Linked DNA regions of Capra hircus: region 1 is linked to region 2. Evidence: chromatin contacts called from public Hi-C data. All regions are on one chromosome and are shown on one strand. Each heading gives the region's core, a stretch centred on a gene start, on an enhancer-like site or on the middle of the called end of the contact. The rest is flanking DNA. Distances are from core to core; before and after follow the strand shown.

Region 1 (5,867 bases), core at 337-2,836, 99 kb after region 2:
GTATCTGACATTGCTGTGTGGTTGCCCTAGTGGCTATCTATCATGGAAGTTATGTTCTGCCTGCCTGGAAGAACTATGCTCCCAGTCAGGTGGAGTGTTGTGATGCCTTCCCCAGAGATGCTGCAGTGGAGCTGAGTGTTAGTGACTAGTACTGTTTTCCAGAAGGTGAGTCATTGCTCAGTAGAAAGTACAGTTAATTAAGACAGTTCTATTTCTTGACTGGCCTTTAAGGTCAAATCTATAGGCACATCTTAGTTATGGTGATCATGGTGGTGGTTTAGTTGCTGGGTTTGTAGCCTGCCAGATTCCTCTGTCCATGGGATTTCCCTTTCCCAAGCAAGAATCCTGGAGTAGGTTGCCATTTCCTTCTCCAGGAGATTTTCAGGACCCAGGGATTGAACCCTCATCTCCTGCATTGGCAGGTGGATTCTTTACCAGTGAGCCACCCGGAAAACCCCTTCTTAATTATGCTTACATTAAAACAGTGTAATTAAAACCCACTGTTTTCTTTTTTTCAGCTTTTCTATACTATAGTTCTGGTGCTCTGCTATGTTATTTACTTTGCAAAGATATTGGGCTCCCCAGAATCAGCCAAGCAACAAACTCTTCCTGTCTCCAGCATGACAGATCTGTTACCCAGTATGACAAAAAGTAGAGTAAGTAATGTATTTTGTCTCTTATCATTTTAATCACAGATGCTGGTTATCCTTGAGGGAAAGAAATGACAATTTATTGTTTATAGTTACGATAACAAAGATAATTTGATAATTCACGTTTATGAAGTGCCTGTTATGTGCTCAGCCAAGGTTTCTAAATCTTGGCACTAATGACAATTTGTGTGGCATGATTTTTTTTTAATTAAAAAAAAAACTTTTATTGAAATGTAGATAATTTATAATGTTGTGTTAGTTTCAGGTGTACGGTACAGTGATTCAGTTATAGATACATAATGTATATATGCACATATATATATTTGTTGTTTAGTTGCTAAGTCGTGTCCAACTCTTGTGGCCCCATAGACTGTAGCCCGCCAGGCCCCTCTGTCCCTGGGATTTGGAGTGGGTTGCCATTTCATTCTCCGGGGTGGGCCACATAATTTTTGTTGTGTGGGCTGTCCTTTGCATTGTAGGATGTATAGCGGCGTTCTTGATCTTTACCCACTAGATACCAGTAACTACCACCCCTCAGTTGTAACAACCGAAAATATCTCCAGATGCTCCCCTGGGGTGCAGAACTGCCCCCAGATGAGAAACCCTCTGCCACTCTCTGTGCCAGATGATTTACATACCATATTTAATGGTTACAGCAACTCTTTGGGGCTGACATTGTTATCTCTCTTTTAGGGAGGAAGAGCTGAGGCTTAGCAGCTAAATACTTGCCTGGGGTGGGGGTCAGAGGGAGGCCAGGAGCCGGATAGGCGTGACTCCCAGCAGAGCACAGGCTCTCCCCCCATGCCTGCTCTCTCTGTTCTGCTCTGCTGCCGTCTCTTGGTTTTTCCCGGGGCCTGACCTCCAGCATGGGCAGTCTGGAGGTGCTGATGTAGCCGAAGGCCCCTGCAGGGTTCCTTTGTCTAGTGTCAGGCCACTCTCTCAGGCGATCCGCTTCCCCAGGTAGACAGTTGAGGCTTCCAGAGGCTGATGGGTGGGAGGGAGGCATAATCTCTTTCTACTCAACACTTCAACTCTCGGTCCATTTGACTTTATCTCCCGACTCTTGTGGGGTCAGAGCCAGAGTCTCCAGCCCAGGAGTCACGCCTGCGGTGTTTTCCCACACTGCATCTGTGCGGTGGCCCTGTGCCCTGCTCCGTCTGGGCTGATCCACTTTCCCTTTTTCTTGTACTTGTTCATTCGCTGGAGGTGGTTCACTGAGTTGAGGTAAGGCTTCAGCTGGGCTTCTCCTTAAAGCTCTTCCATTATTACTTGAAAAATGTAATAAAGTATTTGGAATTCAAGTCTCAGAATGTTAGGAATCTTGTTGTACAACTTTTCAAGAAAAACCAGATACGATGTAACAAAGCCATGTATGTTCTTGTTAGAAGAGAGCGCTCCGTTCTGATCTAACCTTTCACCTAAATCAGCATCACAGTTTTTGGATGCCATGGTGCCTTATCTGTAGGCTTAGTGGATCAAGACTCCAGATAGCTTCTCTTACCTGGAGCTCCCTGCCCATAGAGGGCATCTGAGAGTACAGAAAAGTTCCTCTCCTCGAGTATTCCCTAGGGCCCACCTATACCAAGCCTGGCCAGCTTGTCGTATTGGGCCAGTGCCTGCTCTCAGCAGTATTTTCAAGTGCAGCTTTTGGACTGTTAATACAGGCAAAGAGAAAAGAGGAAGAGTCAGACAAGTGTGTACTTAACCCTGTAATGGGCTCAGAACTCTGACCTTCAGTTTCCTTGTATATCAAATGGGCATAATGAGTTGTTTAGTTGCTAAGGTGTGTCCAACTCAGTGACCCAGTGGACTGCAGCACACTAGGCTCCCCTGTCCTTCACTAAGTAAGAATACCTCCCTCCTAAGGTGGTTGTGAGAGCCACATGAGAGGGGGCACGTAAGGTGCTTAATGCTGTGGCCTGGCATGAGTGCTCATCCGTAAATGACAGCCCACACCGTCACCAGCACCTCACTGCTGCGCTCAGAGCTGGAGTAGCTCTGCTGGAGCATCCTAGCCAGGCAGACACTGTTGACTGCTGAGAGTTCAGTGGCTTCATCTGTCCACCTGTCACGAAAGTACCTGTGCTCACATTGTTGAGGCCTGAGCATGAGAAGGTTGAGTGTACCTTCAATCTGTGGCAGCACTCCTCCTGACAGAGCCCAGCCCCTGCTTGGGTGCTCTCTGGGATACAAACACATAGGAAGGTGACTGCTTAGCCTTAGGGAGCTTCCTGTGCATTTGGGAGGCAGTAGGTTCACATCTGAAGCCTGCAGGACTCTCTCCAGATCTCTGAGTTCTCACTTTAAAAAAAAAAGTATTTATTTGACTGTGTCAGGTCTTAGTTACAGCATGCAAATTAGTTCCCTGACCAGAGATGGACCCGGGGCCCCTGCATTGGGAGCATGATGTCTTAGCCACTGGACCTCCAGGAAAGTCCCAAGGGTCCTCACTTTTAAGGTGAGATTATTGGTCTACACGACCCCTGAGGCCCCTGTTAAAGACTTACAGAGTTCTGTGGAAGTATTTGAGCTTTGTCAAAGAATTATTTGTAATAACTGCCATTGACTGCATACTTACTCTGTGCCTGGCCCTAGGCTAAGCACTCGGACTTCTGTCCTTAAACCTCATAGTAACCCTATGAGTAAATACTGTTGTCTCCAATTCAGAGGAGTTAGGTGATCCACCCCAAATCACACAGCTGGCTTTGGGCCCACTTCTTTCTAACTTCTGTCTGTGAAAAAACCTTAGTCTCTGTGTTTAATCTTTATGCTCTGAATTCATCCAAAAGGAATTAGCTTATTGCCCAAAGTAATTATTTGTTTTACTTAAAGATTGGGAGGCTCCAGGTAGAGCAATTCATTATTTAAGTTTTGTTTTTTTTTTTTTTGAAGAAAAGAAGTGAGCTGAATCTGAATGCACTGGGTGCCTACACCAGCCTAACTTGACTCTCTGGAGCAGCTTTCTGTCCTGGGGGCTCCTTTGTACAAAACTGGTCAAACAAATTACATTTACTGTCAACTTGACCAAATTAGGAGATTTCTTTCCTCCTCTTACAGAACTCCATCTTCTTTAAAGATACTTATTTAGCCTTAAAATAATGACACCTCAAATAATGGCTGCCATTTACATCTTTTGTACTCTTTGACACTTCTGAGTGATTTAATATGCAAGATCAGCTAGTATTCAGGTAAAGCTGAGGAATTTAACACAGCTATCATGAGCGATATCTGTGTTAAGCACTGTACCAGGTGCCCTAGGTGGGGTCCCTGCACTCAGAATTTGCACTGAAGTCCTGAGATAGGACTTCCTATCCCATGTTGTAGGTGAGAAAACTGAGGCTTAGCAAAGTTAAATATCTTGCCCATTGCCTTCATACTCCGTAAGTCAGAAGCTGTAGGGAATTCCCTGGGGGCATGTAGGGGGCATGGGTTCGATCCCTGGTTGGGGAACTAAGGTCCTGCAAGCCACTTGGTGAAGTAAAAAAAAAAAGTGTCTGGAGCTGTAATTTGAGTTCTAGCCTATGAGCTCAACTCCAAAACCTGAACCCTGCCATGAGGAGAGAAAAGGTTTAAGATCAGGAGAAGGCAGTGGCAATCATCTGTCACTTTTCAAGTGATGAGGACAGTGGAGGGTGGGTGGAAATGGGAGTGTGGACAAAGCCAGGGCAGTCAACAGCCCTGCAGCAAGAGGGAGACAGAGGAGTGCCGTGTAGGGTGTGGAGGTGATGGAGGGCAGGGGACAGGACCGTGGCTCCTGTGACTCTTGACAGTGTGGTAAAGATGCAGCTGGTTGGACCATTGTAAGTCAAAGGGGTTTGGGAAGTGGAAGAGTGAGTTAGGGTAAACTACAGTGAGCCCTGAGTTGTGATTCCAGACCTTCTCCAGAGGTACTGCCCATCACCTTTCGCCATCTGTACCTCAGTTTCTCCATCAGTACAGGGAGGCAGTGAAATGGTTTGTTGGTCAGGGAATTCTAGAGAAATTCACAGCCGGATAGACCGGCTCAGCTAGATTTTGTGGAAGGGGCCTTTTTTGACCTTTCCAAGTGACAAATCCATTCAGAACAGTAAAATCCCGAAGAATGTACTTCTTTTTCTGCCACTTAGCAGATGCCTCTGAGTAGAAACCTAATCTCTGCTCAAACTTCCTGCCTCTCTATCATTAATGAGCATTTTGCAGTTAGTAAGCAGTGTGGCCATTCCTTCTAAACCATGGGTCCATTTAAGCTGAAGGCATTAGGAGGAAGGAATGCTCAAGTATGAGCTTGCAGATCAGATACACTGTCATGCTAGCACTCTCCTAAAGAACCTTTTTTTTTTTTAAGGGCTCAGCCACCCTCCCAAACCAAGTAGGCTTCACAGAAGCCTTGTGGACACACTGTAACTGTTCATTTCCTTTGAAAAGAGCACAGTTACTACTTTGTAGTCCACACACCTCACTCCTCCAGAGGGCCACCTGGCATGGAGAGGGCAGAGTGTGAGAGAGAGAAGGTGCTGTGCCCTGGCTCCCAGGAAGCCAGCTATGGGCAAGATCAGTGTACGCCATCAGAGGATGATGTGGTCCCCAGTGCCCCCTAGTGGTGTAGGGAGGTCTGGCACTCTGTTCTGGGAAAAGTAAATGTGCAATTTCCTTCTCAGTTAATTCAGTTCAGTCGTTCAGTCGCTTAGTCATGTCCAACTCCTTGCGACCCCATGGACTGCAGCACGCCAGGTTTCCCTGTCCATCACCAGCTCTGGGAGCTTGCTTAAACTCATGCCCATCGAGTCGGTGATGCCATCCAACCATCTCATCCTCTGTCATCCCCTTCTCTTGCCTTTAATCTTTCCTAGCATCAGGGTCTTTTTCAGTGAGTCAGTTCTTCGCATCAGGTGGCCAAAGTATTGGAGTTTCAGCTTTAGCATCAGTCCTTCCAATGAATATTCAGGACTGATTTCCTTCTCATGAGGAAAATTTACCCCTGGACTATAGCTACCCTGGCATTGGTCCCGGTCCAGTGATGCACTGAAGTCAGTGTGGTTTGGAAGGATTCAAAACTACCTTCCAAATAGGAAAGAAAGGTTCTGAAACCAAGGGGTGGGAAGATTTGAGGACTGGAAGTGACCCTTGTTTCAAAGGGTGCTCTAAACTTGCTCTGTCGTAAATGGTAAGCAACAGCCACATGTGGCTGCAGAACATTTGGAATTGAGATGAGCTGTCAGTGCCCTCAATGCGCACTGG
Region 2 (5,880 bases), core at 785-3,284:
GCAGGTCCCTCCCTAGCACCCAACCATGGGTTCCAAACCCTTGTTTAGGGCTAGGATGGCCATTGCCTTTGTAAAGAAGGGACGATGGGGGCTAGAAGTGGCCAGGAACTTGACTACAGAGTCTGGCATTAAGAGAGCTAAGTGCAGACCCTGGGCTGGCTTCACTGTGCATTGTGTCCAGCTGGCCCCCTGCCCACCAGGGGTCACATCCCTCTCTGCCTGTGTGGACTTGGGGCAGTTGAGGACATTTCACTGGAATCTGGGAGAGGTGTACAGCCCTCTGAGCCTCTGGGAGAGGCCTCTTGGATACTGTTGCAGCCTCAGTGCTGCTGACACTCACCCTTCAGGTGTTACCACTACAGCTCCTGGGGGTGGCCTGAGTCCTTGGCTCTCCCTGGGCTGTGGTGACATCTGAGGTGACTCAGAGGAGAGGGGTACTAAACCTCACTGGCCCTCCCACACAGCAAGACACCTTGGCAGGGGGTGACTTTTGGCAGTGCTGACCCTGCCCTGATCCTCAGCTTCCCTCCCAACTTCTTCAACAGAGTGATTTTTGCAGCAGACCCCACTCTCTGCAAGCTTGGGGTGGGGAGGTGACACAGAGAACGGGTTGGGCCAGCATGCCAGCAATATTCGTCCACCCATGTATGCCCCCTCCCACTGGGAGCTCCTGGAGGCCTGGGCCACCACTCAGTAGGGGCCTGCGGTTGAGCGCTGGTCATGACAGTCCTCTCCTTACCCTCTATGGTGGTGGGCTGCCCTCACATGGAGGCCGGGCCCTCCATGCTCTTCCTGGTCCCCTGGGAGCTGTCCCCTTACCTGTCTGTCCTCTGATGTACCTGTAGGGATAGAAGATAAGGAGTCTTGGCATGGGAAGCCCCTCCCCAAAAATATGGCCGATCAGATCATCCAGGAAATCTACGGTCAGATCCAGAGCAAGAAGAAGATCCTGGCGACCCCCCCACAGGAGGACGCCCCCTCAGTGGACATCACCAACATCCGAATGCCCACCCCGCCCAGCTACAAAGTTGGAGACAAGGTACCCAGTTGAGCCTCCAATTTTCTGGACTGACTAGGCTGGGGTGCAACAGTACTCATTTCCAGAGAGTGGGGCCAGGAGAGAGAAAAGAGGTTAGTTCAAGGTGAGGAGGAACCCTGAGATATTGCTCCTTGCAGTTCTTTCATGGGGACAGCCAACTCTGGAGTTATTTACTTTTCTGTGCCTATATTTTGTCCCTTTTCTCCCTGGTGGAAGCTGTGGCCCAGGGGCTGAGCAGGGCTCCAGGCCTCATGCTTCCTAAGGTGCTCAGCCTACCCACTCTTTCCTCCCCACAGATAGCTACCCGCAAGGCCTATGGACAGGCCCTGGCCAAGCTGGGCCATGCTAGTGACCGCATCATCGCCCTGGATGGGGACACCAAGAACTCCACCTTCTCAGAACTCTTCAAAAAGGAGCACCCGGACCGTTTCATTGAGTGTTACATTGCTGAGCAGAACATGGTAGGCAGAGCTGGGGTCTGTGGGGTGTGGGGGCAGGGCTGAAGCCCTCCCACTCCCTTGAGCAGCTATATCGGCACGCTGGTCCTTGACCCAGCGTGGACCCATGACCTCAAGGGACTGGTGGGGGAGGGGTGATGTGACACCCAGGGGCTGGGGGAGTGGAAACAGGGGAGCTGAACAGGGGCTACTGCGCACCAGCCAGGCATTCTGGTGGGTGGGCTTTCTCTGGGGGCAAAGGGCTCTGCAGATGAAGGGCAGGCATAGCCAGGAGGCGGGTAGTTTTAGCAAAGGCGGCTGAACTCATACACAAGGCTCTGGCCCTTGCCACCCTGTGGGATACAGAGATGAGTTTGGTGGACCTCTACCACGTGCATGGTTGTATTCACAAGTCCATGCCAGGGAACTGTGGTTGTTAAATAAGGAACAATGTTTCGTCCAGTTTTTCAAAATATCCGCTCCTTTCTGCAGAGGAGCCCAGCAAGGCCTTGCAGGTCCCTAGGAGCTGGGAACTTCCGCCCCCTGGTGGCCATTTGGCTCTATTGCACCCAACATTCTTCCTCTTAATACCTTAACTGGAAGTTGTCTCTGGCTTCTGGCCTTGGCAGCTGGAAGATCCAGACTAAACTGGTGGGGTGTGGAGAGGGTGGGGGCTGGGGGGGCCCCTGGTGTGCTGGGGAAGGAGGGCTTATGTCAGCTGGTGGATTTCATAACTCTGGAGCTGGTGCCGATTTGGAACCAGTGCCTGCACTCAGTGCTTCTAGGCCAGGATTTGGGCCTGGAGCTTCCAGAGCTTAGGGGTGCAAGGGCTTGTCTTTGGAGAGGCCTTGGGGCAACAGGGAGATAGTGAGTGGAGGGGAACTTGCACGGGCCTGGGAGGGATGAACCATCCATGCCCCAGCTGACTAGCTTGCTCTGTGAAAGGCTTTGCTTGCTGCTAAGAAAGTATTCCCCAGGAGAGTGATTTTTTTTAAAGAGAACTTTTGAAATGGTAATATCAGTTGAAAGGAGTCTGGAAACAGATGGAATCCCTAGGTGCACCGGATCACTTGCATGAGAGGAGAATTAACAGTTACTAGGATGACAAAACACTCCCCTCCCAGGAGGTGGCCCTGAGAAGTCCTGGGCTTCCTGGCCACCTCTCCCGCGGCGCTGAAGCCATCTGCTCTGACCCCAGGTGAGCATTGCCGTGGGCTGTGCCACACGCGACAGGACGGTGCCCTTCTGCAGCACCTTCGCAGCCTTCTTTACACGGGCCTTCGACCAGATTCGCATGGCAGCCATCTCCGAGAGCAACATCAACCTCTGCGGCTCGCACTGCGGTGTGTCCATTGGTGAGTGGAGCTGGGGTGCTTACACCTGTGACGTCCTCAGACTTCCGGAGCAGGGTGTGGGGCCAGGAGTGCATTACATGCATGGGGTCTTACACTGACGTATCCTTTCCCACACCCTAGGAGAAGACGGGCCCTCCCAGATGGCCCTGGAAGATCTGGCCATGTTTCGTTCTATCCCCATGTCGACTGTCTTTTACCCAAGTGATGGGGTGGCTACGGAGAAGGCAGTAGAATTAGCAGCCAATACAAAGGTGGGTCACGTGACTTCTTTCTTCAGCTGCAGCTAGTCCTTCCCTAGAGAGACAGGAAGGGTGGCCAGCATGCCAGCCCAGAGCTGCTCATTTGCTGCCCCAGAATGGGTATCTCCTGACTTGGCACTTGGTGGTATAGCTTGGAGGAGTTAGACTAGGAAAAATGGAATACACACCACCCTTCCTGCTATGTGGCAGACACTGCTAATTGATCACTGCGCTCTTTGCCCATTTGAGCATCCCAACAGCTCCTGGGATATTCCAGTCCAGCTCCCCGCCTCCATTCCAGCAGTTGAGGCTTATCTGCCCGTCCTGACCAAGAGCCACCTGCTGTTGACCAGGCAGCCCCCACGTGGTTCTCATTCCTCTGTCTGAGGACAGGGACCGAGGCATAGCACTTGGGTAGGGGCAGCCCTTCCTGGAAGATAGTCTACCTGATAGAGACTCTTCTCTCTGGGACTTGGGGCTGGCTCTCATACAAGAGGAGTATTTGGAGAGGCACACGCTGCAGAGGAAAGACTCCTGCCCTTGAGATTAGATGTCCTACATCCTGAAATCCTTCGTTATTCTGTTTCATTCCAGGGTATCTGCTTCATCCGGACCAGCCGCCCAGAAAATGCCATCATCTACAACAACAATGAAGATTTCCAAATCGGACAAGCCAAGGTCAATTGCAGTTTATGCGCCAGTGAGACCCCGTAGAGTGAACCTAAGGTCGGGACCCACCCCAGGCCACCCGTTTCTGAGCCTGACTGGCCCCCATGTTGCCCCCAGGTAGTCCTGAAGAACAAGGATGACCAGGTGACTGTGATTGGTGCTGGGGTGACCCTGCACGAGGCTCTGGCAGCTGCTGACCTGCTGAAGAGAGGTAAGGAATGTGGGACCTGCAGAGTCTTAGACGGGGCACTGACTGCAGACCAGGTCTTGGGGGTGAGGAAGAATCTCATCTAATTAAATGATGAGGATATTAATAAAAGCCAGACTTGGAGCCCTTATTGTGTGCCCAGCACGCTGACCAGATCAGAAGCCCTGGGACCTGACCATAGGACTTGAATCTACTTAGCTGGCCTCTAAGTATGGTATTCAGCATCACTGTGCCTTACCTTACCTCAGGGCAGACTCTTGGAATGTCCCTCTGGCTTCCTCTTTAGCTTGAAAAGCATCTTTGATGGAGTTTCCTGACAGTCCAAATGCCAACATCCTGCAGCCCAGGGCAGGAGGGGAGAGAAGGGGTGCTTCTCATCTTCCTGGAGGCCAGTTGCTCCCAAATCAGGCCAGGCAGGCTCCCAGGTGGAGGGGTGGGTAGCGGAGGACATGGCATCACAGGTCAACAGAGGAGGGGGTGAGCCATTAGGGGTGGGTAGCTACGTGGCAGGCTCCCTCCCAGGGCGCCCATCCAAGGCCCTAAAGGGCAGACCCACAGCACCCAGCTCCTTTGCCTAACCCCTCTTCTTCTCCCCTCACAGAAAAGATCAACATTCGCGTGTTGGACCCTTTCACCATCAAGCCCCTGGATAAGAAGCTCATTCTTGACAGTGCCCGTGCTACCAAGGGCAGGATCCTCACTGTGGAGGACCACTACTATGAAGGTGAGAGAGCTAGGGGCACACGGCTAGACATCCAGCCCCAGCAGGGTAGCTGCAGCCCAGGAAACCCAGAGCAGCTGGCACTTGGTTTCTTATTAGACCTCAGGCTTGGGTTGTGGACCAGTGAACTCAATGGCTGGAACGGCTCCTTAGATCCCTGCCCGATCCAGGAAACCTGCAAGGGTTCCAGCCTTGCTAAAAGCGCACGACAGTTATGTCCCTGAAGTTCTTGAAAGTTAAGGCTGTTGTGGAGAATCAAGGTGGGAAAGCGACACAAATATCAGACTTTTATGAGTGTGTGTGTTTGCTTAGTTGCTTCAGCTGTGTCCGACTCTGCGAATCCAAGGACCATAGCCCACCAGACTCCTCTGTTGATGGGGTTCTCCAGGCAGGAATACTGGAGTGGGTTGCCATTTCCTCCTTCAGGGGATCTTCCCGTCCTGACCCAGGTATTGAACCTGGGTCTTCTGCATTGTAGGCAGATTCTTTACCACTGAGCCACCTGGACAAGGAAATGGCAATCCACTCCAGTATTCTTGCCTGAAAAATTCAGTGGACAGTGGAGCCTGGCCAGCTGCAGTCCCTGGGGTTGCAAAGAGTTGGACATGACTGAGTGACTAACACCCATCTGGGAAGCTTTTATTAGTTCTTCACAAAGCCATCCTCTACAAGCCATTCCTCCCCTGGGGAAGAGATAGGCTTAGACCCTGAAGTCAGGTGCATACGTTCATTGGTTGATGCCCAGAAAATGGTGTTAAAAGTGATTCAGAGGGCACATTTGGGCTTATGGGGAAAAAAAAGTGCTGTGATTGGTGATGTCTCGTCTGGTTACAGGTGTGGGGCAGGGTGGAGTATATGTCCTTCCCACATCCTTAGGAAAGGGAATAAACTCAGACTGATTCGGGGCTGGGGGGCAATTAGGGGCGATGTGCTCACCACTCACCCTGAGGCTGCATTCCCTTACTCATCTCCTTTCCTTTGTCCAGGTGGCATAGGTGAGGCAGTGGCCTCTGCAGTTGTGGGAGAGCCTGGCGTCACTGTCACCCGCCTGGCGGTCAGCCAGGTGCCAAGAAGCGGGAAACCAGCGGAGCTGCTGAAGATGTTTGGCATTGACAGGGACGCCATTGCGCAGGCCGTGCGGGGCCTGGTGACCAGGGCCTAGGGTGGGCGTGGGGTATGGTGTGGGAGTGACTTCTACACATTCCTGAGATC

What was found. Hi-C and Micro-C count contacts between places; a contact is called where the count stands out from the background.
Region 1: a contact with region 2 is called in a Hi-C map of liver, with 3 times the contacts expected there. The contact joins two enhancer-like sites. A contact is called at or near these places in 3 of 5 Hi-C or Micro-C datasets (blood and liver).

The regions. Positions count from the first base shown.
Region 1 is chr22:47,738,100-47,743,966 of ARS1.2, forward strand. It overlaps RFT1 (protein RFT1 homolog), which reads left to right. Exons shown (of 16, transcript XR_001297142.2): 6 at 519-656. Among named protein-coding and RNA genes, the nearest start is that of RFT1, 14 kb to the left of the region's middle. Within about 2 kb of position 1,587, at least 2 of the 5 cell types and tissues checked have an H3K27ac peak or open chromatin away from gene starts, as enhancers often do.
Region 2 is chr22:47,639,042-47,644,921 of ARS1.2, forward strand. TKT (transketolase) reads left to right here. Exons shown (of 14, transcript XM_018067049.1): 7 at 846-1,039; 8 at 1,336-1,500; 9 at 2,675-2,831; 10 at 2,952-3,082; 11 at 3,665-3,748; 12 at 3,857-3,950; 13 at 4,549-4,671; 14 at 5,655-5,880. The coding sequence ends at 5,830. Among named protein-coding and RNA genes, the nearest start is that of TKT, 20 kb to the left of the region's middle. Within about 2 kb of position 2,035, at least 2 of the 5 cell types and tissues checked have an H3K27ac peak or open chromatin away from gene starts, as enhancers often do.